5 separate regions of the Sus scrofa genome follow, and all the other regions are linked to region 1. Evidence: chromatin contacts called from public Hi-C and HiChIP or PLAC-seq data. All regions are on one chromosome and are shown on one strand. The core of a region is the stretch at or near the end of the contact, and the rest is flanking DNA. Distances in the headings are between cores, read along the strand shown.

What was found. Hi-C and Micro-C count contacts between places; a contact is called where the count stands out from the background. HiChIP or PLAC-seq counts read pairs in DNA pulled down with a chosen protein or histone mark.
Region 2: a contact with region 1 is called in an H3K27ac HiChIP or PLAC-seq map of skeletal muscle, with 8 times the contacts expected there. The contact joins two enhancer-like sites. A contact is called at or near these places in 8 of 47 Hi-C or Micro-C datasets (embryonic fibroblasts, heart right ventricle, mesenteric adipose tissue and 4 more) and 1 of 2 datasets of contacts at active chromatin or transcription factors (skeletal muscle).
Region 3: a contact with region 1 is called in an H3K27ac HiChIP or PLAC-seq map of skeletal muscle, with 5 times the contacts expected there. The contact joins two enhancer-like sites. A contact is called at or near these places in 3 of 47 Hi-C or Micro-C datasets (embryonic fibroblasts and omental adipose tissue) and 2 of 2 datasets of contacts at active chromatin or transcription factors (alveolar macrophages and skeletal muscle).
Region 4: an H3K27ac HiChIP or PLAC-seq map of skeletal muscle shows a contact between it and region 1, with 7 times the contacts expected there. The contact joins two enhancer-like sites. A contact is called at or near these places in 2 of 47 Hi-C or Micro-C datasets (embryonic fibroblasts and skeletal muscle) and 1 of 2 datasets of contacts at active chromatin or transcription factors (skeletal muscle).
Region 5: a contact with region 1 is called in a Hi-C map of skeletal muscle, with 10 times the contacts expected there. The contact joins the promoter of RBMS1 here to the enhancer-like site in region 1. A contact is called at or near these places in 7 of 47 Hi-C or Micro-C datasets (alveolar macrophages, embryonic fibroblasts, heart right ventricle and 3 more) and 2 of 2 datasets of contacts at active chromatin or transcription factors (alveolar macrophages and skeletal muscle).

Annotation. Positions count from the first base shown.
Region 1 is chr15:67,542,556-67,547,914 of Sscrofa11.1, reverse strand. No RefSeq gene overlaps it. Among named protein-coding and RNA genes, the nearest start is that of RBMS1, 140 kb to the right of the region's middle. Within about 2 kb of position 3,019, at least 43 of the 83 cell types and tissues checked have an H3K27ac peak or open chromatin away from gene starts, as enhancers often do. A contact at or near this core is called in alveolar macrophages, embryonic fibroblasts, mesenteric adipose tissue and 4 more, where this site is marked.
Region 2 is chr15:67,787,260-67,792,618 of Sscrofa11.1, reverse strand. No RefSeq gene overlaps it. Among named protein-coding and RNA genes, the nearest start is that of TANK, 180 kb to the left of the region's middle. Within about 2 kb of position 3,013, at least 48 of the 83 cell types and tissues checked have an H3K27ac peak or open chromatin away from gene starts, as enhancers often do. A contact at or near this core is called in embryonic fibroblasts, mesenteric adipose tissue, omental adipose tissue and 3 more, where this site is marked.
Region 3 is chr15:67,330,175-67,335,533 of Sscrofa11.1, reverse strand. All of the region lies in intron 1 of RBMS1 (RNA-binding motif, single-stranded-interacting protein 1), which reads left to right. Among named protein-coding and RNA genes, the nearest start is that of RBMS1, 77 kb to the left of the region's middle. Within about 2 kb of position 2,698, at least 13 of the 83 cell types and tissues checked have an H3K27ac peak or open chromatin away from gene starts, as enhancers often do. A contact at or near this core is called in alveolar macrophages, embryonic fibroblasts and skeletal muscle, where this site is marked.
Region 4 is chr15:67,725,417-67,730,775 of Sscrofa11.1, reverse strand. No RefSeq gene overlaps it. Among named protein-coding and RNA genes, the nearest start is that of TANK, 240 kb to the left of the region's middle. Within about 2 kb of position 2,490, at least 13 of the 83 cell types and tissues checked have an H3K27ac peak or open chromatin away from gene starts, as enhancers often do. A contact at or near this core is called in skeletal muscle, where this site is marked.
Region 5 is chr15:67,406,423-67,411,781 of Sscrofa11.1, reverse strand. It overlaps RBMS1 (RNA-binding motif, single-stranded-interacting protein 1), which reads left to right and starts at 2,355. Exons shown (of 14, transcript XM_003133427.6): 1 at 2,355-2,915. The coding sequence starts at 2,841. LOC106506256 (a long non-coding RNA gene) reads right to left here and starts at 2,542. Exons shown (of 3, transcript XR_001301448.2): 1 at 2,430-2,542.

The DNA of each region.
Region 1 (5,359 bases), core at 1,770-4,269:
CTCTTTCTACATGTACAACAGGCCTAACTCTAATAATTTTTTAATTTTGTTAAATTCAGTTAAATACACTGTTTACAGAGGACAATTAAAAAAAAATAGAAAATACGTGTTGGTGTGGCTATAGAGAAATTGGAATTCTTGTGCTTTGCCAGTAAGGAAGTCAAATGGTGCAGTCACTATGGAAAACAGTATGGTGGTTACTCAAAAAATAAAAAATAGAACTACCATATGATTCAGCATTCTAATTCTGGGTATATATCCAAAATAATTTTAAGCACAGTCCTGAAGAAATATTTGCACATCCATGTTGATAGAGGCATTATTTACAATATCCAAAAAATGGAAGGAACTGAAGTGTCCACTGATGGATGAATGGATAAACTAACTTCTACCTATTTATCTGTCTGTCTGCCTGGCTATCTATCTACCCATACACACATATATATGTATATATACATATATACATACATATGTATATATAGCTATGTGGTGGAATATCACTCAGCCTTACAAAGGAAGGAAATTTTGACACATGGTACAACATGGAAGAACCCTGGGGACATTATACTAAATGAAATAAGCTAGTCACGAAAAGACATATATTGTATGATTTCACCTATATAAGTTATCTGAAGTAATCAAATTGATTAGAGACAGAAAGTAGAATGGTGTTTGCCAGGGGCTAGGGGGAAGGAGGAATGGGGAACAGCCCTTTTTTAGCTCCACGATTTTCGTTTCCCCCAGTTTTATCTATTCTCATATCATATAGACAGTCAATATTTATTATAATACAATCACCATAATTTTCTTCTAAATTTGAAAATCAAAATTGGCCATCAAATTTGGCAGGACTGTCATGAACTTTAATAATATTTAGGCCAAAAAATGGTTGGCCAAACAAGGAATCTAACAATTATTTCACTGGTTCATTAGCAATAATAATATATTTCATACCCAAAATATTGTGGCATGTAACATGTTTTTCAAGACTGATGGTCAAGGCTCTAGTCAGTGATTATTTCTATCAAAGTTCAATTCTTGTTAATTATATTTCATTCATATTGTGTATTTCAAGTTTGAAATACATACATTTTTTGACTCATACACCTTTTTTTTTGACTCATACAGCTTTGCTCCTAGATGCTATTGATTAATTTTTATAGCAATCAAACTTTTCAAAAATGTAAAACATGCTTTCTTCATCGTGTACAGCAAACTATCTTTCTCATTTTACATTGCTGAACAAATTGAAAATATCTTGCAACTACTTGGATTATTAATTTCAAAATAGAAAATATTTTATTAGTATTTCTACAGGGAATTTATAACTGTAATTTTACAAGCTACACACCCAACAGATGGACTACTTTTTTTTTTTTTTAATATGTAGAAGCAGAGAATGATGTTGGGGGAAAAAGAGAAAAGTCACAGTAAAGGAAAAAATTGGTAAATTGTTTCACTAGAAAATACTCATCTAAAAAAAATGACAATGAACTGGTTAGAACTTAAAATTGTTCCCAGTGCCTTTCATTTGTTACAATGGACGGGAAGGTCACTCCCATCAAAGCCATCTTCCTGATGACAACTCAGAATGAGAATGTTTTGAACTACTAAGTTGTCGTTGACTTTTGCCTTCTGCCTTAATATTTGGGTACCACACACAGAAAAAAAATACAAAAGAATTTCTACTCAACATTCTCCCAAGTCAAGGCTATCTTTCCAGTGGGAATTATTTCAAATTTTGTCAAGCAATGTTTTAAATTATAATACTTTTTATTATTTATAATACCATGACCCACATGGTTCACGTCCCAGAGCAGTGTTGTGGCTAAAAATACACAATCCTTGCAATTCAATTTAGTTTCAATTTTAAAATAAATCAAGTTCTTTTCTTATATATCCTGAACTTTGATGAGGATACTACAGTCCCAGCAATTCTTAAAACTTTCTTTTTTTTCTCCCTTCCTATCTGTTACCATCACATAGATGACCTATTATCCCTAGATCCTTCCCCTCAAATCCTCTGAAAAAAATAATTCCTTCTCTACCTCCAGCCTATATGACTTGTTTAAAAGCTATTTTTGATTTATCTTCCCTCTGCTAGTCCTTCATTATATAAATTGACATTATGCATAAAACTGACACTAAATTGTCCCACATCTTCCCACTGTTCCCACCTCTCTCTCTCTCTCTGCTTGTTCTCCTAGTCTCTCTCCAAAGCCAAGAGAACTGGTAAGACACTTTTGAGGGGGAAAAAAATGACTGAGCAAAGCTGAAAAAACTCTTTTGCAGACAGGTTGTTAGTACAAGAGAGAAACTAAAAATCTTCAAACACCAGTAATTTTTAGTCTGTTACATTCTAATAGCTACACAATTCACTGCACTTTTAATAAAAATATAAAGCTGCTCAAGATGTCTCTAAACTTAAAATCCCTGCAGCCCTCCCTTCATCCAGACTCCAATTTTTAAATAACATCTGGAGTAAAACCTAATATACTGAAGATCCTCTCCACTACTTTCTGAGTACCTCCTGGAGCTTAAAACCTAGAAGAAAAGACGATCAGTGCAACTGGTTTTGTTTTACGCATTTCTGCCTTGGCAGGCCTCCCTGATCTGGATTGAAATTTTGGCCCTAAGCACCATGAAATTCCCGCCCATGATGCGCGTCCCAAGAAACATCTGGGGTCTTTGCGCAAGAGCCTCTAAATCTTCATTTCCCCGTGCGGCGCACACACACAGGCTGCTGCCCACTATGATTTAATCAGATGCCGTTAGAAAAACAGGCACTTAGAATTCTAACATACTGGAACCAGTCATGGTGTTTTGAAAGTCACAGCAGGACTACACTTCGACCCTAGAACAGCACTCGGTCCAGAGTTTTTTGTCTCTTCTCACAGCTCCTCGCTTTTGTACAAAGTAAACTCTTCTTCCTTCCTTCGGTCAAAAGGACGTAGGTTGAGCCATAGGCATGAAAGCGCAGTGTTCTTTTCTCATGAATCAATGAGTGACTTGGTTCCCTATTAGGTCACCACAGAACACAGACTGTAACAGGAACACATACAAGCTCTAAGAGGGGAGGGGAGGGACGCTGTTCTGGAATATCGTTGCCAGAGTAACATAAACCTGGTGTGTTTTCACAAGGAAATGAGTCACTTGTTTCTGTTGGCTAAAACTCTGTTTTCTTTAATTTCATATTTTAGCTGTCTAATGTATGCTGAAAGAGCCCAGGGTTTCCAGTCTTCAGATGAAGATAACTTGTTAATTAAAAGCTCAACAGAGGGTTTGCATGGTAATTAAACGGAACGGGATAAAAGGAACACTCAAGCAACCAGGAGCTCCTAGCAAAGGCAAGGGTGAGAACACTCAAGCCTTAAAGGTTCTGAGCAAGAGAGAGAGGGAGGGAGACCTGAGGGTGGGGCCAGGGCCGGCTCAGCGCATTGAGATAGTTCAAAAGAATACAACAGCTAGAAAGAAAACATAACTGAATCCAATTTGCTTATATATATATATACACACACACACACACAGAGAGAGAGAGAGAGAGAGAGAATATTCAAAGTCAGGATGTGTTCGTTTTGAATTATTTAAGTATTTATTTTAATGTTTTTCTTTCTTTGGGATGGTTTAGCGTTAGAAAGTATTAGAGCAGGAGTTACAGATGCAAATATCTGCATGGCTCAGGGTGGCTCTGGGTAACAAGGAGGCAGAGGAACGTAATAATCTAGCAAACAAATGTCAGCAAACACAATATGTGAGAGCCAGATTTGACCTGTGGGGCTCTAGATTGGGCCCTCCATTCTAGAGTGCCAAGGAACACATTACTCTTTCCTTGTATTGGAAGACTGGCTTTCTTTTTAAATGTATGTGCTGATAAAAATGTCAATGTCCATTCAAACTTTCTATTACCACAACTGCATATATTAAACATCTACTACTCGCTTTTAGGACTCGTGCAGTGCCTCTTCGGGTTCCCAAAATGTATGGCCGTTTGGTAGTATTCTGGCTTTTTTCTTTTTTTGTCTTTTTAGGGCCGCACCCACCATATGAAATTTCCCAGGTTAGGGGTCAAACTGTAGCCACCAGCCTACACCACAGTCACAGCAATGCTGGATTGGAGCCATGTCTGCAACCTACACCACAGCTCAGGGCAACGCCGGATCGCCTACCCACTGAGTGAGTCCAGGGATCCGACTAGTATCCACGAAGATTCGGTTTGATTCAAGACCAGGGATCGAACCCGCATCCTCGTGGATACTAGTCAGATTCGTCTCCATTGCACCACAACAGGAACTCCCCTCTCCCTGCACCTTTTAAAGCAAGGAGCCAGTACCTCATCTCTGACGCATTGGAGCCTCTTCCCTCTCAACCCTAGAATCCCATCCACAAATGCCCACTTTACTGGAACTGTTGACCCGCTAGGCACCATGTCTAATGGACTTTTTTCAGTCCTTATTCTCCTTGGCCTCCCTGCCATGTGAGTCATCATCAGAGCCACTGCTTGTTAGTCTTGCTCAAATTCATCAGCTTCTCCCTCAACCAAACTGTTATTTTCCTTCTTTATCCTTCTGTCCTTTGATGACTTCCAAACCTAAACTACCCAAGTCTAATCTCTCTTCCTAATTACCTCTGGACACTTTCACTGGGTACACAGTGTACCATACCAACACAATGTTTTAAAAATCAAATTCCCCCTCTTCCTCCTCAACACCAGCATCTCTTCCTGACTTCCTTATTTCTGTCAATGGCACCATCATCCTCTCTTTCATACCCAGGAGATGTCTTGGATTCTTCCCTTTCTCCTACAGATCTGATCAGTCACCCAGTGTGTTGATTCTTTGTAGAGTAATCTATTTTGTATCCATGCCTGCCTTTTCTACCCCACAACCACACCCTGTCTAGGATCTTAGCTATCACTTCATGTCTAATTTACTACAGTTGATTCCTAATTGGTCTCTGCCTGCAGTCTCTCAGTGCTGCAATCCACGCTGTTCACTGCCAGCAAGATATACTCTATTTAAAACTCCACTATGCAGAGTTCATCCCAGCTCAGAATTTCCAGTGGAATCTCCATGCCTGTAAGAAGGTCAGACACACACAGTCTAGTGTTCAGGTTCTCCATCTCTTACACCCTTACTTTACCTTATCTATCTCTCCCAAGATCTCATATGAAGTCTTTCCCTCTGGTCAGACTTATGCAATGTCTTGTTTTCTCCCCTCGTCCCTTCCTACTGCTCAAACAATGCAGCTCATGCTAGAAAGGATGCCCCTTCCCATTTATTCTTGCTCCCTACCTTGACTTCCCTAGATATACAGGCAGCTCCTACCATATTCTCACTTGTATTTAATTTTTTACGTGTTT
Region 2 (5,359 bases), core at 1,764-4,263, 240 kb before region 1:
ATCATATAATATTTATCTATATGACTTATTTCACTATATATTTTTTTTTTTTTTTTTTTTTTTGCTTTTTAGGCATATGGAAGTTCCCAGGCTAGGGGTTGCATCAGAGCTGCAACCACTGGCCTATACCACAACCACAGCAATGCCAGATCTGAGCCAAGTCTGGGACCTACACCACAGCTCATGGCAACAATGGATCCTTAATCCACTGAGCAAGACCAGGAATTGAACCTGCATCCTCATGGATACTAGTTGGATTCATTTCTGTTGTGCCACAATGGGAATTCCAAGTGTAATATTATTTAGGTCCATCCGTATAGCTACAAATGGCAATGTTTCTGTCTTTTTTATGGTTGAGTAATATTCCATTATATATATATATACATATATATATATGTAAATGTATACACACATACATATGTATTACATCTTCCTACACCAATCATCTCTTGATAGGAACTTGGGTTGTTTCCATGTCTTGGCTATTGCTGATAATGCTGCTATGAATGCTGGAGTGCATGTGTCTTTTCCAGTTTTTGTTGTCTCCTGATTTGTACCCAGGAGTAGAATTGCTGGATCATATAGTGGTTTTATTTTTCATTTTTTAAGGAATCTCCATACTATTTTCCATAATGGCTGAACACATTTGCTCAAAGTTTAAAAAGAAAAACACTAATGTTTTTAGCATTACTTGAAAAATCAATTTCCATACAGTAGAAATGACTCTTGCCTGTGTATTTCCATGGATTTTAACACATGCGTAGATTTGTGTAACCACAATCAGAATGGGGAAGAGTTGCATTTCCCCTAAAACTCCCTTGCTCTATCCCTTTGTACTCACCTCTCCTCCCCCCTCTAATCCCTCGCTACCACTGATCTGTTTTCTGTCACTTTAATTTTGTTTTTTGAGAGTGTGATAAAAATGCAATCATACAGGATGAAAATTTTGAGATTGGCTTCTTTCATGCTGAAAATGAGGCCTTTGAGATTCATCCAAATTGTTGTGAGTATCAATAGTTTGTTCCTATGTACCACAGTTTATTTATCTATTCACTTATTGAAAGACATTTGAGTTTTTTTTAGTTTTCATAGTTATGAGTAGAATTGCTATAAACATGTTTGTACCAGTTATTGTGTGAATATATTTTTATTTCTCTAGGGTAAATATGTAAATATGGGGTTGCTGGGTCATACGGTAAATTGATGTTTAACTTCATAAGAAACTGCCAAAACTCTTTTCCAATTTTTGTATTATTTTCATATTTCTACCAGCAATATATGTGTGGTCTAGTTTCCTCATACCACTTGTCAGCACTTGGTATTGTCAATATTATTTTAGTCCTTGTAATAGGTTTATGGTGGTGTCTCATCATGTATTTAATTTGAATTTCCCTAGTGGCTAATAATGTAGAACACTTTTCATTTGCTTACTTGCCATCCACATTTCCTCTCTGGCTAAATATCTGTTCAAGTCTTTTGCCCATTAAAAAATTGGGTTGTTTTCTTACTTTTGAGTTCTGATAATCCTTTACATATTCTGGATACAAGTCTTTGTCAGATATGTGATTTGAGAATATTTCTCCCGTTTTCTCATTCTCTCAACAGTGTCTTTCATAGAGCAGAAGCTTTAAAACGTGAGGTCTCAGGATTGGTCTTGAATATTCCATGTGGATGCTGGTTGATTCTCAGTCTCCCAGCTTCCCTTCATCTCATCCCCATATGTTTGGTCTCCGCATTGAATTCCCAAGATTCTCTCATACCACTTGCCCAAAGAGTTAATTCGAGCTCTTTATTATGTAATATAAAGAAATACTTGAGTTGCTTTTAAAATCAATTCAACATTTGGTAAGTTCGTTATGCTCTTGTATCCATACACATTTCTGAGTCATTCTATCTGGCAGGTAGACACGTGGTCTTCTTCACCTTGCTCTCAGTCAAACCTAGTATATCAGAAGATGTGAGTACCATCACTGTAAGGGATTTTGGAACCCTGGTAGTAAACATGTGGTCTGTGGATCAGCAGTGTCAGCATTACCTGGGAGCCGGTAAGGAATTCAGACTCAGACCCTACCCTGAGCCTAAGAGTTAAAATCTGCATTTTAATGAGATCCCCAGGTGCACATTAACGTTTTCTAGCACAGCTGTATAGCTCATCTGGTTCTCACTCTTATTTTCCAAACAAAGAAACTGAGGTCCGAAGAGATCAAGGATGGACCCAAGGTCAGAGGCAGGTGGTGCTAGAAGCCAGGATGAGAACCTGGCCCTCTCAATTCAAGGCCAGTGTGCTCTGCATGGCACCACCTGCCTCCAGCATTTTGAATGACAACGACAGCCTAAGCTTCTCCCCCATCCTTGGCCATGCGTGGAGCATCAGCATTTGTCTTGATGTGGTCTTGTTCCAAAAGACTCCCTTCACTTCTTATTTCCAATATCCCTTAGGATTATCCAACTTTCAAATTGCAGGCTTTTGAATTTTCCTAATGAAATGAACTAAACACTCTTTGGGGGAATAAAATGATTTTTCCCCTTGCATTTGTTTACTTCTCTGTAAGCTCCTGAGATGGCTTACATGCTAGTTGTTAATCACACCATCTGTTCCAACAGCACTTCGAAATCATTTGATTCATACTTTTCTTTTTAAGGAATTTTTTTTTCTAGAACAATATGTTTATGTCTGTGTTACTCCCATCATTTGGCAATGCAGTATGAGCTATTTAAACTTTCCTATTTATTGTAAATGGCTTTTCAATCAGCAAATATTTTTTTAAATGTGCGTACACCACAAAAAACTGTGTCTACTGACTTTTCAAACATTGGAAACAGTAGAAAAATCTGTTTCAGTCTGTCTGTTGTCAAATTTTTAACCATCTGATTATATTTAAATGAAGCGTTTGGGAGGATGATTTATCTGAATGACCCTGAGAAATTTTCCCCATTGGCCCTGAAGATGGCAGTGCTGTGCAATTTAGCACAACCCTTCACTCCCCGCCTCCACCCCTCAAAAGGAATTTCTGGAATGGGCGAACTGGGGGAGGATTCGCTAAATCTGAACCTTCTAACACTTAGCATAAACCTCTTCTGAACCCTGGGATAATTTGGTTTATCTTTTGCTCCTTTTGTTTTTGTTTAAAGCTGTACCCCATGCATTTCCTGTTTCCAGCCAGGATCAGAAATGGAACTAGTTTAAAGGTTATTCCCATATCACGGGTAACCAGGAAGTGCCTATACAGTTTACTGAGAAGCTGGTTTTCACAAGGCCGCTTGGCTTTAAAAAAAAAATTTTTTTTTTTTTTTTTAAATCCCAACAAAGGCTCAACCCAAGATAAGCAGATAAGTGGGAACTAAGAATACCAGAGGTTTTGAATGCCTACTGGGACCACATCTCTGGGAGCTTGCCACTGCTGTTTTCCTCTTCTCAACAACGGAGGCCTGCTGTCACATTCTTTAAATTTCGTTAGCAGGATCTGGAACAGGGGTTTAGAGGGACACATGCTCAGGCCCCGGGCAGTATAAATTTCTGGCTCCTGTCATTGTTAAGGTATGGGCACAGAAAGAGAAGAGGATGAGAGTGTGTAGATATATCCTACTTACTTTTTGAGACTTTCAAAATTTGGTGACAATTCTACTCCCCAGAAAACATTTATTAAAGATGTAATTATGTGAAAGGCATTATGTTAAGTGCTGTTATAAAGAAGAGCCAGCAATATTTATGTGCCACAAGTCAGACCCTTGCCAAATGCTTTAGCAACTTTTCATTTAATCTTTACCAGAATGGTGTGAGGCAGACACTATACTCAATTTTTTTTTTTAACATGTGGAAGCTGAGAGACAGGGAGGTTAGTAAATGTGCTAGGTCATGCAACTTGAAAATAAAATTGCTGAGATTCAAAGTCAAGCCTCCTAAACTTAGAACCTGTACAATCAATTGTTGCCTTGTATTTTGATTTATAGATGATGACATAGCATAGACATCAAACTCTCAAGTTAGAATTAGACATATTTGATACCCATTTAAGGATGTCAGAGAAGGGGAGACTAGGTCTCAGGAGTATTTTCCTTCTGCTAAATGTGACACAGTTGTAAAAAAGCCAGACCTTCAGTGAACATGTATGCCATTTGGTTGGGGAATCAACATGTTCCCCAAGGTGGAACAGCACACCTAAATGACTCAAGATGTCTTTTCCCAGTGTGATCTATTCAGAAAATTTCTAGGGCAGAGACTTGCTAATAAAACTATGGAGGAGTTCCCTGGTGGCCTAGTGGTTAAGGACTTGGATTCCATCATAGGTCAGGGAACTTCTGTATGCCATGGGTGCTGCTGAAAAAAGAAAAAAATCAAACCAAGCCAAAACAAAAACAACTAGGGAGACCAAGTATACCCAGTTGGAACTGTAGTTTTAGACACCCCGGGATAAAACACACCATAATTTTCAAACCGTTTTTTTTTCCTCAGTGTTTTGTACCATTGCCCATGTCCAGAGGACATCTCAAGCTGGTTCTGTTTAACCCCCTCCCAGTTCAAATATAAGGACCTTCTCTTTCATGTTTGTCATTAAAATCTGGATGTATGGCATCCTATTTCCCTTCTCTATGCTTCTGAAGGTCTTACAACATTGCCTAGGACAGTCATTCTCAAAGTGTCAGCCTTGGACCTGCAGCATCAGCAACCCTTGAGAACATGTCAGAAAGGCAAATTCTAGGTCCTATCCCAGAAACAGTTTCATCAGAAACTCTGAGGGTGAAGCCTGAGCATTTGAGTTTTAACAAACCCTCTATGTGATTCTGATACACAATGAAGTTTAAAAACCAACAGGCTATGGAGACATCTACATGCAACTTGGAAAGGTGAGTTCAAGTGAGTCAATGGCCAGAGTGCTGAATGCTGTGGAGGAGAAGCCCTCACTAGTTGCCAGGGAAGGACAGGATAGTCCGTCCTTAGAAGGGACTATTGAACAAGGCTCTTGAACTTGGTCAACTCTTGTTTTTGAGGTCTCTTTGGGTCAAATGCTTTCTTCCAGGACCTTTCTTTCACATCACTCCCCCCCCCCAATCTATTATTCCGTTTCTTCTCAAAGCCTGGAAAATTCTTTTCCTTTCCTTTCTTTTTTTTTTTTTTTTTTTTTTGCGTTTTAGGCCTGTACTTATGGCATATGGAGGTTCCCAGGCTAGGGGTCCAATCGGAGCTATAACCACCAGCCTACACCACAACCACAGCAAAGTAGGACCCCAGTCACGTCTGAAACCTACACCACAGCTCATGGCAACACCGGATCCTTAACCCACTGAGTGAGGCCAGGGATGGAGCCTGCATCCTCATGGATACTAGTTGGATTTGTTTCTGCTGAGCCATCTTTTCTAG
Region 3 (5,359 bases), core at 1,449-3,948, 210 kb after region 1:
CTTACATATTGCACCAAAATGCACAAGTGGATGTGAACAAAGTACACCACAAGTGGCCATAATAGGGAGCATATAGATTTCACTGGTGACATCAGAGAGAGAGAGAGTACAGGGAATGCTGACCAGGGAAACAGAGGCCCAAGGCAGTTTGGACCACGGTTCTAGATCCCAAGAATGGCTCTAGATGTGGACTCCTTTGCTTGAGTGATTACTTAAGTGCTAATCATGGGTGAACTCATATACAGAAAAGAAACTAGAGCAAGGGGAAAATGAGTGCAAAGGAGAACAACCAAAAGAGTAGTAGACATCCCTGAAAGTGAGTTACAGAACTAAATCATGTTGGCTGGGGGCCAAGAGGCAGCTGCCAGTGAGTGGTAAGGACAGAAGCCAAATCACTGTGGTCTGTAACTAGAATGGAAAGAGAAGGTGTATAAACACCCATTGATGAGTGCTTTCAAGAGCTTGACAATGAACGAGAGATGGAATAAAATAACTTTAGAAGCAAAGAAGTACTTCCCTTCTTTAAGGATAGAGAAGACTCGAGCAAGTTGGCTTATAGGAAGAAAAAGTCATTGCATCTGCTGCTCTTATTTCTAAAGGAAAGTATATTAATGTATTTCTTTTATAGTAAAAAATCAAGTAGCTAAGAAGAAAGGAAGAGCAAGCCAGCATAGAGATTGGGTTGGGGAGATAGGTGTGGGGCCTGGGGGAGGAGGTAATAGGGAAATTCATTTAAAATCAAGGATTCAAATGGAAACCTAATATTTTGAAAAGGTCTAAGACTATCTCTACTACTAAGCAGAGAAGAATACCAAGAAAATGTATATATATTTGAAAAAGAACTGAGGAAAGTTCATATAAATAATGTCAAATAAGCTCTTCATTTGGCAATAAAGAGATTTATAGAGTTTCGGCAGGGGAAAAAAGTAAAGGTTTGGAATTAATTCTGTAGGAAATAAGGTAGGGAACCACTTGAAATGGATAAAGTGAATGCTAAGCTTAAGTGAAATTTTCATGAGGTTCATAAGCATGGTTATAAGCTGTAGTCATCAACAATGTAGGAGGAGGAACAGAGAATTCTCATGGTCAAAAGTGCTCATCTGTAAGACAAGGTAAAGGTTTTGGATACTAGATGCTAGAAAGAACAAACTTGGGCTGCCTGATTTTGGGGGTTAGGTTGGTTAGAAAGTAAGTGAAATGTGGGGAGGGGATGCTGTTGGTAGTGGAGGTGATGGTGGTTACCTGATGGAACAGAGGAGTGGAAGAGCATGAAAGGGAAGCTTACATTTCTCTGTCTGGAATGGAAAGAATAATGGTGGTGTGGCAATTCATGCACCAATGCCTAGGAAGTACTTACAACAGTGTCCGGCATAGATTATGCACTCAAAATTGGTATCTAATATCATTATCTTTCTTAATAAGACTACAGAATAAATGGAAGAATGGGCATTTCAGAACTCGATGCCCTGCAGTGGTGTCTTGAAGTAAAGCCAATGCACAAGTTTTCTTGGAGTGGAGTTCAAAGACCCGCCAGTAAGGTCAGGGTTTTAAATGAAAGGATGTCACCGAGGAAGAGCTCTCAGCTATGTGTGAATTTATCTCTATATAGAAGGTAAATAAATGATCACGGAACTGTCACATGTGCTTCTCCCCAATCTCTGGAAGGGAGGTATTATTATTTTTTTCCTTTTAAAAGTTAAACAGATTTAGGTGAAGATGGCTAAGTTATCAAGTGGTAGAGCTGTCTTTCAGACGTGGCAGTTTTACAGAAAGCCCATGCCTTGTCCACCACTCCATACTATAAATGGCAGTCGCAATCTGTTGGTGATATAATTAGGGTACATTTCAAGGGCTGTACTCTTTTGCATTAAAGAGGAACAAGGAAGAGGCAGATAGATGTCTCTTGGTGTGGGGAAGACAGAAGAATCAACCACCGGAGTTTCAAGAGAAGTTGAGTCATGAGGAGAAAGTAATTTTCAGCTGCTTTAGTCATTCTAAAATAGATTTTGGTACCATCTTGGCTTTTAATAAAATATATCCTTACCTGAGAAAATATTTAGTCAGTCCCAAGCCTTCTTAGGTCAAGCGGTTATAAGTTTTATGTACCGTATAGTAAACCTTTTTCAAAATTGCAAAGCATTATATTCTACAGTATAGAATTGTAGATATAGATATGCCTCTTAATATCTGTATAAATAGAGCTGAAGTTAAATGCTTATTTTTTCTGGGTTCCTGCAGCTGCTCTCTGGTTCATTCTTTTTAATGCTTTTTTTCTTCTTCTTCTTCTTCAAAGAAGGATGGGAGCATGTGTCCTCATCATTTCTGACCCAGAATCGTGGACAAGTAAGCCACAGTGACTGGTGGGAATATATAGTATTCCTCAGATGGCTGGACTGGAAAAGAGGCCGAGAACAAGTGATTTATGGTGAAGCAAGGTCAATAAGTACTTGCCAAGCTCTCACAGGATGCCTTTTGGTGTAGTAAATAGTGGAGAGCACATGGTAAATCTTGGCCCTGGTTTCATCAGTAGAGGAGTTTACACATAAAGACACTAGGTTGACCTAACTTAGGCATGAATACACTTAGAAAAGACAGCAAGAGGTTTTGGAAAATAGACAAGAGTAGGAAATACTAAAGAGAGGGTGGACCATGAGCTGTGATTTCAACTGAGTAAACAGAGGGAGGGATGAATGTGGTTTGGCTGATGGAAAAACAGAGGCTGTTTCCTGGCAAAACTCTGAGCCAGAAAAGAGTGAATTCCTGGGCAGCCAAAACGCAAATAGTAGCTGGAAGAGAGGAAAAGGGAGAAAGGAGTTAGAAAGTAGTGTGCTTTACAAGCGATGTTCAGAAATTCGCACTTGATGTGGGAGTTTTAGGAAGTACAGAGATATGGCCAAAGAGGTTGTAACAAATTATTTTGGAAGCAATATAAACAACAATTTGAAATAAAATAAGGACTGGTTGGAAGGAGAGAGAGAAGAGATTCTAGCAGCCCCAGTTTGAGGAAACTAGTGGATAAAAGACATGATAAAAGAAAAGAATCAGTAAGGGACAGAGAGGTGCTGCTAATTCAGAAATCATGTAGTTTCACTGTCAACTGTAGAAATTGGCTGAATCCTGTGTTTAATCACTTGGATTTATAGCATTTTTTAAACAGATTTGCTGTTACCCTTGTACTATTCAGACTATAGTCTCATATCTCAACTTTTTAAATGTTTTTCTTTTTTCTTTTTTTAGGAGGAAGGGGTTAAATGGACAGATAAAGTAGTTATTTAGAAGAAAACTTTCTAGATACTAGAGCACAAAAAACCAATTTGCCTTGGTTTCTGGTGTCCTCTGAAAATCAACCTCACAAGGTTTTTAGTACACTGTGCCATCTGAAAGTATTTTAATTGTGGAAATTTCCAAACATATGCTAAAGTAGAAAGTACATCTTTGACAGTTATCAACAATTTGCCCATTCTTTACTCATAGAATTTTCTTAAATGTTATGTGACAACATGAAACAAGCTACATGCTTTTTAATGACAGGAGTTCATAATCTATTTTTAAATATTTTGGTAATTATCAAAACTTAAATTATGATTTTTTTTTAAGTAAAAGGGGCAGACATATAGAAATGGGTAGAAGTTCCTACAATGATTTGCAGTGTTTTATAGGCTGGTATGCTTAATGATGTCTGTGGTAAGTAGCCTAAATGAATTGTAAAACTTCTTAAAAGAGCCCCTAAATAGAATATATTTTCATATCACTCAAGAGGTTGTGAATTATGGAAGATGGAGTAATACTCTTTAATATTGAAGAAATTTGGCTATTGAATTAGCATATCTCAAAATCATAAGCTTCTTTTACTTTTAGGATATAATAATATCTTTTTGAATAGGATTTGCTTCAACTTTGAAGATATTATTTGTTCATCAAACCATTATCTGAATGCCTAGTGTGCACCAGGCCCTGAATTAGGGGCTTGAGATATATTTGGTGGTTTAACATGTTAATAATTTCCATTAGATAATTTTCAGTGTGAAATCAATTGTAATTTTCTCTTATAACAAGAGAAACATTACAGATACATGAAATTTATGGATAATCTCCAGCCTTCAGTTTGACCAACTTAGAGTCAGTTAATAAAATGACTTATTTCACTTTTCATAGCTGTTTAATCTTCACATCAGCAATGAAATGACTTAAAGGAAAAGCTGAATAAGGAAGAAAGAGGAAATACAAGGAGACTAGCCAGTTCCTAAACAAATATGAAATATCAGATACCAACAACTACAAAGAGTCATTGCTCTAAATGTAAACCATTTGCATCCTTTTCTGTAACTGGGTCATCTCACCTGCTGTTACTGCTTTTGATTCATTTTCTAATTTAATGTCTATTTTAAACATTTTAGAATTATCTGACTTACCTGGTTCACATAAATCTGAAGTCTTGGGAAGATTGAGAATAGGCACTCCAGACCCTGCAAAAAGGTGTTGTATGGAATTGATGCCAGGTGCCAAAACAGCACTGGATGGTCTTGTGTGTGTGTGTGTGTGTGTGTGTGTGTGTGTGTGTGTGTGTGTGTGTCTATGTGCATGCATTTGTGTGACTTACACTTGATAAAGAAGTAGCAGTCTGAGAATGTTCTCAAGTTAAGTCTGTTAACTGACACCTTTAAAACTCTAATAACAAGTGTTCAGTGGAGAAGGCTGATAAATCTCTATAGATTTAGGTTCTCTCCCTTTAACCCTTCTTACTATAGACATGCACTGTATCTGTCAAACACTAGGGGTGTAATGACGTGATTGGGAGGGGAAGGCTGAGGAGGGAAGCAGATAGCTCAGTTTATTCCTTTGTGAGATGAGGGTAAAGCTTCTCATTCTGACTCGTGGAGACTGTGTCCACTAGGAAGACACAATCAGATCTTGGAAAAATGGAGAGTGTGAGTCATTTGCTTGTAATCACTTAGTAGCTCTGTATTCTTATGAAGGTTAAAAATGAGTGTTTCAAAAATATATATATTTCTGGAGCCTAGGCTATGAATAAAAGGAACATGTGTGTGCATTTGCATGCACTGTGTTCACGCACCTGTGTGCCATACTGCGCAGATTTTGACTCATTTTTTTCACATTTCAGCATCACTGAAATCAGGATGCATCTTATCATTTGTGATGTCTTATAATTACAGTTATCCATTTTTTCAAATGTTAACATCTCAGTAATTGTCAAGCATATTATAATCAGTGGCATCTTAGATTGTAGGACATAGCTTATATCCAGATATTTATAGGAGACTGATCTCAGAGAGATTTATGGGACATACCTCTTTTCCCCAAAAAGTAGAGCAAGAATATTTATTATGACAGTAATAGT
Region 4 (5,359 bases), core at 1,241-3,740, 180 kb before region 1:
CCTGGAAATAGGACTTCAGAACCCTTTGTCCTTATGAAGCTAAGTTTCTTTCATTTTCCTCTTCCAAAATTGTATAATGTATTGGTAGGTGCCCTTTTGAACATAAACATATCTAGGGACTTTCAACCCTTATGATATTTTATTGAATGACGGGTTCAGTTTGCAGATGTGTGCTTGAATTAGTACTTTTCAAAATGACCTGAGAAAGCACAATTTTTGGAGTCAGTAAAACTTTATTTACTCAAAATACCTGTAACAGGTATTTTATTTCCTCATTAAAATGTCTCTCCTCAGTCCTGTTTAGTGAAATGATCTGCTACATTGCCTGCCCTGAAAGACTGAACAGTAAATAAGCGAATTAGAATTTCTTCCTTGTTTATGTGAGAAAGAAACATCAGTGTCACCTCCACTAAAAGTCATCAAAAAAATGAAGAGAAAGTTTGAGATGTTGCAGTTGCAGAATTAATTGTGGAATGTCTTTTCATTACATTTTCAAACTGTTCCAGCTTCCACTGTGGTTTAATTTAGCAGAAATGCTACGCAGATGATAAGGGTTAATTTTCTGTTATCTACTTTCTTTAACTTTTATATGACCTTAAATCTTTTTTTTTTTTAGGTCTACCTTTTCCTCTTATTCTGTCTGCCTTGCGCAGCCATGAGTAACTTCAAAGCAATTCTCTGTCTGATACTATGTTTTAGTGCATGGCAATTCATTCCACTACATAAAACACCATTTGTTTATAAACATTCTCCCCAAAAATAGGGGCAAAAGGAGTCTTTAAAATTTTTCCCATGTTTTTCTTAGCAGGGAAATGTTTGGAAGAGGAGAAATGTGGATTCTTTACATGCTGGGGCGTATTTTCTGTTGGCTATTTATAATTCACATTTCTCCCCATGTACTTGAGATAAAAGTCACTTTTAAAAATAGAGGCTATAACTTTTCAAACTGAAATCAATAGTCAGAAATCCCTGCAAATAAATTAGGGCAGACACTTCATTGCTTCTTGTTCACATGCTCTCACCATGACCCTTTTTATTTTTAAAAAGTGCTCCAGGATGCTTTTCACAAGTCTCTCATTCTTTCAAAGCTTATTATTTTTTACCACTATAAACATATCCACTCCAAATGTAATGATGACACACAAGTAATCTGCACCTGGGTTATATGAACCAGCCTTAAGACCATGCTTAAAGATAACTTTCAATTACATGCCTGCATACATCCATATTTGCTAAGTTGTAGGTTAGGATGTAGGAAAAAACAAGGAGAAGAAGAAGAAGCACTTACAAACACTGAAAATAACACAAAGCCGTAGCCAGACTGAGTTTTGGACATGGATAATCAGAACAATCTGTGGCCCGTCTGTGGCTAATGGGATGTTTCTCCCAGCTTTGTCACCATGGCAAATACTTTATAATACACAAACATTTGTAGCGCTAAAAATCCACCCACTCTTGTTGAAAGATGGCCAGGTTTTGTAAAATTACATTCCAGCTAGCGCTACCCTGCTGATTTTAAGATAACTTCTTGTTTGCCATTCATGTACTTAACAAAGGACCAAGGGGGGGGGATATCTATATATGTCTATATCTATATAGATATAGATATATCTCATGTGTAAACATATATTTTACTTTCATAGTTCAAATACTGTATAAATACATGTCAGTAGATTTTTGTGATGTCCAGATTTGGGGCAGAAAGAAGTCTATTTTGCAGGGGTAGTGGTGGGGAAGGGGGATCTCTAGGTCTTTAATCCTAATTCACAAACACCATCATTCTCCTCAAATAAACATACAATCAAAGTACAAAAGCACGTTTGTGGAACAAATACAGCTTCAAAGCAAGTCCCTTTGTCCCCTCAACAATTGGAGTGCTGCCCTTAAGCAACTTTGAAGAGTTGTGGGTGTATGTCTTTATAATGAATGCCACTAGGCCACTCTTCCATTGAATGCTCACTTTCTATAGGAGCGCCACATGCATGGGGCAAAGAACATTCCTGGTTCCTTTCTGATGCTCCTCCTCTCTTGCCAAGACAGCCACGTATTTCAACTTGTTCCTTCACTTTAAGAGAGGGGGAAGGAAATTCTTGGGAATACTACATTGCAGAGCCAAGTTACAGCGAACTGTCATGCAGCAATGCCAAAAAAATTCAGAATACGTGTGACTGGGGAAAAAACTCAGGCAAAACAGTTTTTGCCACAAGTGGGTGGAAGAGGACAAGTCACACTTTTAAAAGCATAACATAGGTGTGTGGTGCCAGAAAGGGCCCGTCCAAATATTTACATGCAATAGTGATGTATGAGAAAAAGCTTAACAGAATGCTTGGGGGGTGGTGGGGGAGAGAAGGCGAGCATTACTGGAAGCTCTAGGCACAACAACCGGTTTGTTGGCGACCTGTTTGAGTCTTATGAGCCTGTTTATACTGTCAGTTACCCCAGCATCATCCTGCTACATCATATGCTCTTTCCCAGAATCTCTCAGCATCAGACAGGAAGGAAAGAGACAAGGGTGCCAATACATCACAACTAGGAAAGCCTCCTTGAGGAGAGAAGCCCTCATAACAATGGTTGTTCATTTTAATGAAGGTTAACCTTCAAAATACACATGAATCTTTATTTCTAAACACCAGTATCTGTAGAATCAAAAGATGCCCTTAGATGTGGCAATTCAAAGTAGCGATCGTTTGCCTCATTTTGACTTCGGAAAGCTTTCGGAGGCTAATTCATCGTTTGAGTTATGCAGTCGTGGCCACTGCTTAGGACAGTTGGTGCCTATGAGTTCAATTAACCAACCTTGCAATCACATTTTCAATCACATTTTCTGATAGAAAATGCTGCGTGTCAGATATCAACCGTAAACAGTTTTGACTGGCAGCAGCTTTTTAACAAAAGAAGGAAATTAACTTATTTGATTTCACACTTAGGGGTAAAGTTTTATACTAATAGTCATTAGCATAATGAAGACTTCTTAGGAGAGGTGATTTAGGAGTTGTTTTTTTCTCCTTTCAAGAAAAAATATTAACAGCAAAACAAGAGGTAAGTCTGGGTAAACAGCAACAATTTTGCTGTGAGTTTAAATATTGATTTTCTTGCCCATTGCAAAACACCAATGTTCCTGATGTTTCTAACAAGTTAAATACATACTCAAACTTCTATGCAAGAAACACCTGGCAATTTATGTTGCCTTTTTCAATAGCAGTTTTAACAGCTCTCAAACACAGATAGAAATATCACCTTCTATTTTGTTTAAAGTTCATTTCCTGTCTCTAGGATATTCACTGACCTTTCATTGTTGGTCATTTTGCTTTTTACTTTTTCCGGTGAGTCTTATTCCACTTCTCATTGACTTCATTCCATTCCTGACCTCTTTTCCCCTCAAGAAAATTAAACACAGCCCCAAACATATTGGACCCCAATTAGTTTTACAGCTCGTCTTACCTTCCTACTATTTCATTCTGCAGTTTGTTACAAGTCAACTGGCCCTGCTCATTCCATCTCCACAAACACATAGATTCACATTAAAAACAAACTCAATCTTAGAGAGTTTTTTTTTTTTTACATTTCTTATTTACAAAATTTGAAATCTCTTTAGGCTTTTATCAGAAATATCTTGGCAGCCCTTATTTATACCAGTTTTATTCAATATCATTTAGTTCCTAGAAGCAGAATCTGTTCTTATAGATATTTTTCTATTTATCATGTTTTCATTAAAACTCACAATAGACTCTATTCTATCTTTTCCTTAGATAAGTGCATTAAAGAAGAATAATGCCAATATAATATGAGAAAGTAATATGAAGATAATATGAGAAAAAGAATGTATGTATTACTGAGTCACTTTCCTGTACAGCAGAAATTGATGTAACATTGTAAAGCAGCTATACTTTAATTAAAAAAAAAAAAAAAGAAGGATGCAAATAAAAGGAAAATTTTGATGGGGCATGTCCTGGGATTTTACAACGAGTAACTATAAATCAGCACATAGGATCCCATTTCACCTAAAGTGTTGAAGAGGACAGAAAATTCTTATCTGGGCGATGAGATAATTTGCAATCTTCTCTTTTTCCTTAGGGCAACTAAGTGCATGTGTAAGCTTGTTTGTGCTTCTAGAAATGTCTTTAATATTTCCCTGAACTCCACCACAACATTTTCAGTGAAAAATGGCTCTGCAGTTGGTTTCATCATGCTAATTGAAATGAATTATTATACCAGCCAGAAAAAGCCTTCTTCTCTTCTAAATTAGACTTTGCAGATATCTCTGATTTACCTGCAATTGAATTACAAGAGCAAAATAATGCTTCAGAATTATTTAGTTAGAAAAGGAATATTCATCTTAGCAAAAGTGACGTGAATGACAGAAAAGAAGCCTGGCGAAAATGACCTAAGTTCGTTCTTACATTGAAACAAATCAATTAGGTATTAATTGGAAGCAATTGTTTGACTCATATTTTCAGCACTTTGTGAGAGTAAAGTAGTGGTTGGTTAAGACACATCCCTCACCCATTCTACATTCATGAGCCTCTGGCCAAGGAATGTGCTTTTCCTCCCTCTATGTTTTTCTTGTGATTTGTGTTACTCTGAGAAAAACGAGGCTGTACAATTCTGTGGTTTGTATGGTACTGTTGCTCTATTATAATACCTAACAAGTTAAATACATAAAATTGCCTCCTGGATTCCTCCGTCTGAATTTGGGACTGGAAATCAGGGCCATTCCTCAAGTCCTGACCCTTTTTCTAGGCTCGCACTTATCCAAGTATTTCCCCCTTTTTCCATGCCAAAGCTGCTCCAGATTCCCTCCTCCTCAGGCTTCTCCTTGAAGTCCTCTTGGACCCTGCGTTTACACTGCATTACCTGCACCACAGACTTTAAAAACACATGCAAACAAAAACAAAACTCTGGCTGGGCTCTACTCTCAAAGGTTGGAAGTATCAGGAGATACATTTTTGGCAGCCAGGCCATGCTGGTGAGTGTTTCTTATTTCCCCTCCCTTGTGGGCTACCCTCTAACTCTCCATGATACATTATCTGTGTCACCTCCTGCCCACAGGCCCTCAGAGAGCCTCTTCACAAGCCCCTCCTTCCTCCTCACATTCCTTTCATTCCACCCCCACCTTTGCCTCCCAGTCCAAGACTCAGCCAGCCCCATCCACTCACAGCAGCTGTGCTAGGGAAACAACCTAGCAAACACATTATCTTGGAGTTCTCCAAACTCTGATTTTCAATGCACGAGTGGCCTTGAAACCAATTTGGCAGGCCCCAACCCATTTATTATTTTTTTTAATTTTGAAATTATTACAGATTCACAGGATGTTGCAAAGAAAAGTACGGGAAAAGGCCCACACTCCTTTGACTGCCAC
Region 5 (5,359 bases), core at 1,106-3,605, 140 kb after region 1:
ATATTTTCAGAATTCTTAATTTTTGCCAGTCTGGAGAATGTAAAATGGTATCTTATTATTTTAATTTGTATATTCTTTATTACTATTGAATATGAGCATCTCTTCATATGTTATTGGGACAATTATGTTTCCTCCTCTAAAAAATATACACAGTAATTCTTTTACTCATATTTTAACAAGTTTTTCTTTTAAAAATTGACTTCAGGGAGTTCTTTATATATTCTGTATGTCAGTCTTTTGTATTTATATGGACTACAAATAACTATTTTGTGGCTTGCTTTTTCACTTCCTTTATCAATCAGTGTTCTGAATTTTAACATAGTCAAATTGATCAATCTTGCACTCTTGGTCACCTTATTAAAGAAATCTGTCCTTACCTCAAGGCTATAAAGATATTTCCTATATTGTCTCCTAACAGCTTTATCATCTTTTTTTTTTTTTTAATTTTACATCTAGGACTTTAATTCACTTGACGTTTTTTCTTCCCCTTTTGTGAGACAGGGGTCCAGTTTCATTTTTTCCATACGGATAGCCAATTGACCCAGAATCATTTATTGAAAAGCTCATTCTTTCTCCACTGCTCTGCAATACCAACACAGTCATAAATCAAGTGTCTACATAATTGTGGGTGTGCTTCTGGGCTTTGTAACACAGGCTGAATTTTCATCATCCAGAAATAAGTAGAACAGTCTAAGTTTGGTAATTTCTTTTATCAACTCGTGCCTAGAACTCCTGAAATTGTTCTTAACTAATTTCTCCTCCTTCAGTCCCTTCTCTAAACCATCACTCCTAGACCTCCTAGGTTCTTAGGTTAGTTCATATCAGTTCCCTTATCAAATACATTAAAGGGTCCCACATAGAAACAGTGTAAAGAACTATTTTTAGCTCCCCTAGCTAGACAATGAACCTTCTGAACCAACATCCAGATTGACATTGACCTCAGCAGGGCCCACCACACAGCAGAAGCTCAAGCAATACTTGTTTCTTTGTAGGATTTGACATAGGTTAACTCTTAATTATTTTTAAGAGAACATGATTTGCCTCCCGGCATATCCAAAAATTTGTTTTTTCACAATGTATAACCCAGAAATTTGTCTAAATCATATAAAGGTGATAAAGGTTTCATTTCACTATTGCATTGTTTTAAAGTACCTTATTAAGCCTTTTGAAATGTAATCAAATAAAAATGTCACTGTTTAACGAAATCATGCATTCCATTTCAGTTTGATTTACCTTTGTGCAACTATGAACACAGACTGTCAGAAAATCAAAATGACAAAACGAAGTGATCAAGGTCTATTTAATAACAAATTAATTTTTCATTACATTTTATTAGATGTGCAAGATCTCCAATTTGAAAGTGCTTTCTTACTTATCCTATTTGTACATTTTAGTATTATCTCTTGTTGCGCTGGAATATAAAAGTCTTCTACAGGCAGCTTAAGGGACCAATTAACTCCATTAAATTATATCCAGTTATGTAGTGAACTGAACCACTGCTGTCTGGGGCTGTCTGGAGCTGTGACAATTAGGAGATGGAGAGAGGCAGAAAGAGATTGATTTTAATATGTCACAGAAGCACACTGCAACAATATGCCAGCGTGACTTTCAAAATGGCCTTAAAATATTCCAAACTCAGGGAGTTTCCTTGCTCCTGAGTGGGAGTTGACAGACTGTCTGGCAGCGTTAGAAAGAGGCAGAGAAAAGCTGATGTCTATATTGTGTCCTCTGATAATAACGTTCTGCCTCTCTGCGGCATCTCCCCCTTAGAAGGATCCGTCTATTTGTTGTGAGGGTGGTGTGGGTGTGTGTGTGTGTGTGTGTGTGTGTGTGTGGTGCGCTTGCGCGCGCACCCGACCGCTTTGCCTCCTCTGGTGCAGAGGGCATGATTTCACCTCTCACATCTGGGAAAACCATACCGAAGGACACTAAACCTCCCAAGGTCATCTAGAAAATTAGTGTTGTGGCCTGAGGGGGGGTGGGAATGGAAGGGACAGAACCCAGGCATTCTGACTCCAGCTTTGTGGTTGGACACCAAATTATTTTCCTTCCCTTGTGAAAAAAAAAGGAAAAAAAAAATCATTGGGGGGGAGAGTAAGAGATTAATCAGATTTCCTTCTCGTTCCCCCTTACCTCCCCTCTCTCTCGAGATAAAAACTCATGAAAGCAAACGAGGTGTCCACTCTGCAGTTCTTAAGCTGTGTCCCCCCCAAATCCAACCCCACCCTTTACCCTCAACACAAAGCGATCCGGACTCCCAAGGTTTCCGCCCGTCCAACCCCGAGCCTGGGAGGTGAGGAGTGGTTAAAACTCAGCCCTCACCTCCAGCCGGTCCCGGCTCCACGGCGCCCAAGCCACGCCCCCACCGCCCTTCCCCCACGGCCTCGGCCCGCCAGCCCCTCTCCCCTCTCCCAATCGGGCGCACCCACCCCAGATGCCGCCTGGCACCGAGCGCAGCCGCCGCCGCCGCCGCCGCCGCAGCAGCACTTTCCACTGGTATTGATCACCTCCTGGCCCCGCTCAGCCTGCTTGCCGGAGCGGAGCGCTGCCAGAGCGCCAGTCCTTGGCAGCCCCGGAGCAGTTGGGCTCCGGGAGGCAACTCCTTGGGAGCGCCCTGTCCGGGGTGCCCTCTGCGCTCTGCAGTGTCTTTCTCTGTGCCTGGGAGAAGAAGGAGGAGGAGGAGAGGAAGGAGGAGGAGGAGGACGTCTGGTCCGGGCTGGGAGGTGGAGCAGCGGCAGCCGCCGCCGCCGCCGCCGCCGGAAAGGGAGAGGCAGGAGAGATCGAGACTTGGAAACCTCAAAGTGCCCGCGACCCTGCACGGCAGGCTCCCTTCCAGCTTCATGGGCAAAGTGTGGAAACAGCAGATGTACCCTCAGTACGCCACCTACTATTACCCCCAGTATCTTCAAGCGAAGGTAAGGGGGAGCGGGAGACAGGGGACCCGGGAGGAGGGGACGCCGGGGGCGCGCGCTGCTCGGGCCCGGAAGGGGCGCGCGGCTAGTCCCCGCCGCCCCCGGCGGAGTTGCTGGAAGGTTGCTAACTATAGCGCTGGCCTGGGCGAAGCCAGGCTGCGCGCCGGGCGGCGGCTGCCCGCGGAGCGGAGTGCGGGGATCGGGTTACAGAGAGCCGCGGGGGGAGAGACTAGACAGGAAAGAGCCGCCGGCCCCTTCCTGGCCTGGGAGGCGGGGAGGGTCGCGAGCCGAGCGGCGCCCCTCGTCGAGCGTCTGCTGCTGGGTCGCTGACGCCTGGGGCCCGTGCCCGGCCCCGCCGGCGGCGCGGATCTTCGACCACCTTCTCCTGGGCCTCGCGTGGCGAGCAGCAACTCTCGGTTTCCCTCCGAGTGGCGCGGAGCCTCCCGCCCCCGGGGACGCCCCTCAGCCTCCCGCGCGCGCGGTGACTGGGGCTGGAGGGGTTGGGGGTGGGGGGGACGGGACTTTTCCCTCCCCGCCTCCGGCCCTGCGCGCCCGCCCCTCGCGTTGATCTTTGTGCGGTGTGGCACTTCACCTGGTTACTGATTTCTACTTTTACGCTGGTGTTTTGGGTAGAAAAGTGGCCAAAGTTCACTCAGCGTTCATTGATGTCCCTTTAATCTTCCCTGTAGCTTTTGCAAAGGACGGACAATGGGCATATTTCGGTGCAGAGAAAGAAGTGACTTCGTATTTAGTTTAGAAAAATACTACCTTATATGTTTACCACCGATCGATTTCCAGTGGTGCTTTCTCAAAAGTGGCCTTGTCACACTCTTGGGTGACACAGCAGATGACATGTTGCATACAGATTGCGACTGGCTTTCTAGGGACCCTGGGTACGTTGTTAGTGGGCCTATGCTATTTTTACAATAAGAATTTGATTCCTCCTGAATTCATTTGAAAAAAAAAAAATGGGTCCACAAAGAGTGAGGGTTTCACTGCTTTGGAAGCTTCTTCCACGGTTTAGGAGGGCATAAGTTGGCTACCAGCCTTCTTCAGCAATTAGCATCTCCCTTGACTCCTGGTGCCCTTGTAGATCACGAAAGAATCAAGTATGGGCACAGTATCTGAACTTTCTTTGAGGGGTTATAATCATGCTCTGCTTGCTGACACAGGGCATTTCTGGCCTGGTACAAAGAATCTCTGATTGAACCTTGATAAGCTTTTCTTTCTTAAAGTGTGTGTGGTCCATGTTAAGGTACTTACACCCTAGTTCTGTATCTGTCCATGTAAAAAGGACACTTGTCCGCATAGAGACCAGACATTTGTTAGCCTTCAAGGGCCTTATTTCACCCTCCTCCTATTTTCATTTTACTTTGGTTTTCGGAAAAGCAGCAAGATGGTTGAGCATTATTCATTTCTGTGTGGTCACTTTGGTATTTGTTTTCATGGACGGGAGGGAGGTACCCGATTTTGGTGAGCTACATTGTAAATATAAGTTGTTCAAAGAAATTTTAAGTGTAATCAATGCATTGCTTTTTAGATATCACATGTGTTTAATGCACTTGTTTAGATTGCGCAGCATTGGGTACCTAAAGGACAGCCTATTCAACGTTTAACTATATGAATAATAAATAGCGTACCCTCAGGTGAAGAAGAAAAAAGGCCATGTTTATACAGGCACATCCACCCTAGTAATTTTTATATACCATTGGTAAGTTAGAAACCAAGTGCATAGCATTTAATATAGCTAATGCAATGCCACTTGGCTCTTTTTGCCCTGTAAATAATTGAAGAGAGAGACAAACGGCAAGAGCCTGCTCTAGTAATTAGGGTTGGATCCCAGAAAGCTTTAGGGTCCATTTCTGAAAGTGTGCTTCCTGCATAAAGCATTTAATATTGATTTGTGTTACGGTAAACGACATTCTCAAAACATATCTTGCTGTTTCTACTATAAAATCTGAAATCCTATTACTCCGAATGTCTTTGTTTCCGGAGAAAGACACTCATACTCACTTGACCTATATAACATGGTATTAAAGTTTGATAATTAAATCTGAATTCCCTATTGTAAAGTATCTTGATTATCTCAAGAAGAGGCATCTCCTAAAATGTAAAGTGACTGGATGCAGATTTTAGGTAAGCATAGTTCAGAACACATAGCCCTTTTTTTTTCCTCCCTTATCTAATCTGTCTCTTGGTGTCATGGTATTGAGTCATTAAAAAAAATAGAGACTTGGTTTGATTTGTAGTTTGTTTAAAAATGTGTTACCTAACCTACCTAAAGAGTTAATGAACTTAGAATCTGTTGTCTGCAGTGATGATCCTTGCCTCTGTGTGTGTGTGTTAACCCTCCTGAAATATGGGATAGAAAACATCACTGTTTAAAGTACAGTGATGTGTTTGCTAGACAGAGTTGTTTTGAAACTTCTGTTTGGAAGCTGTATCAA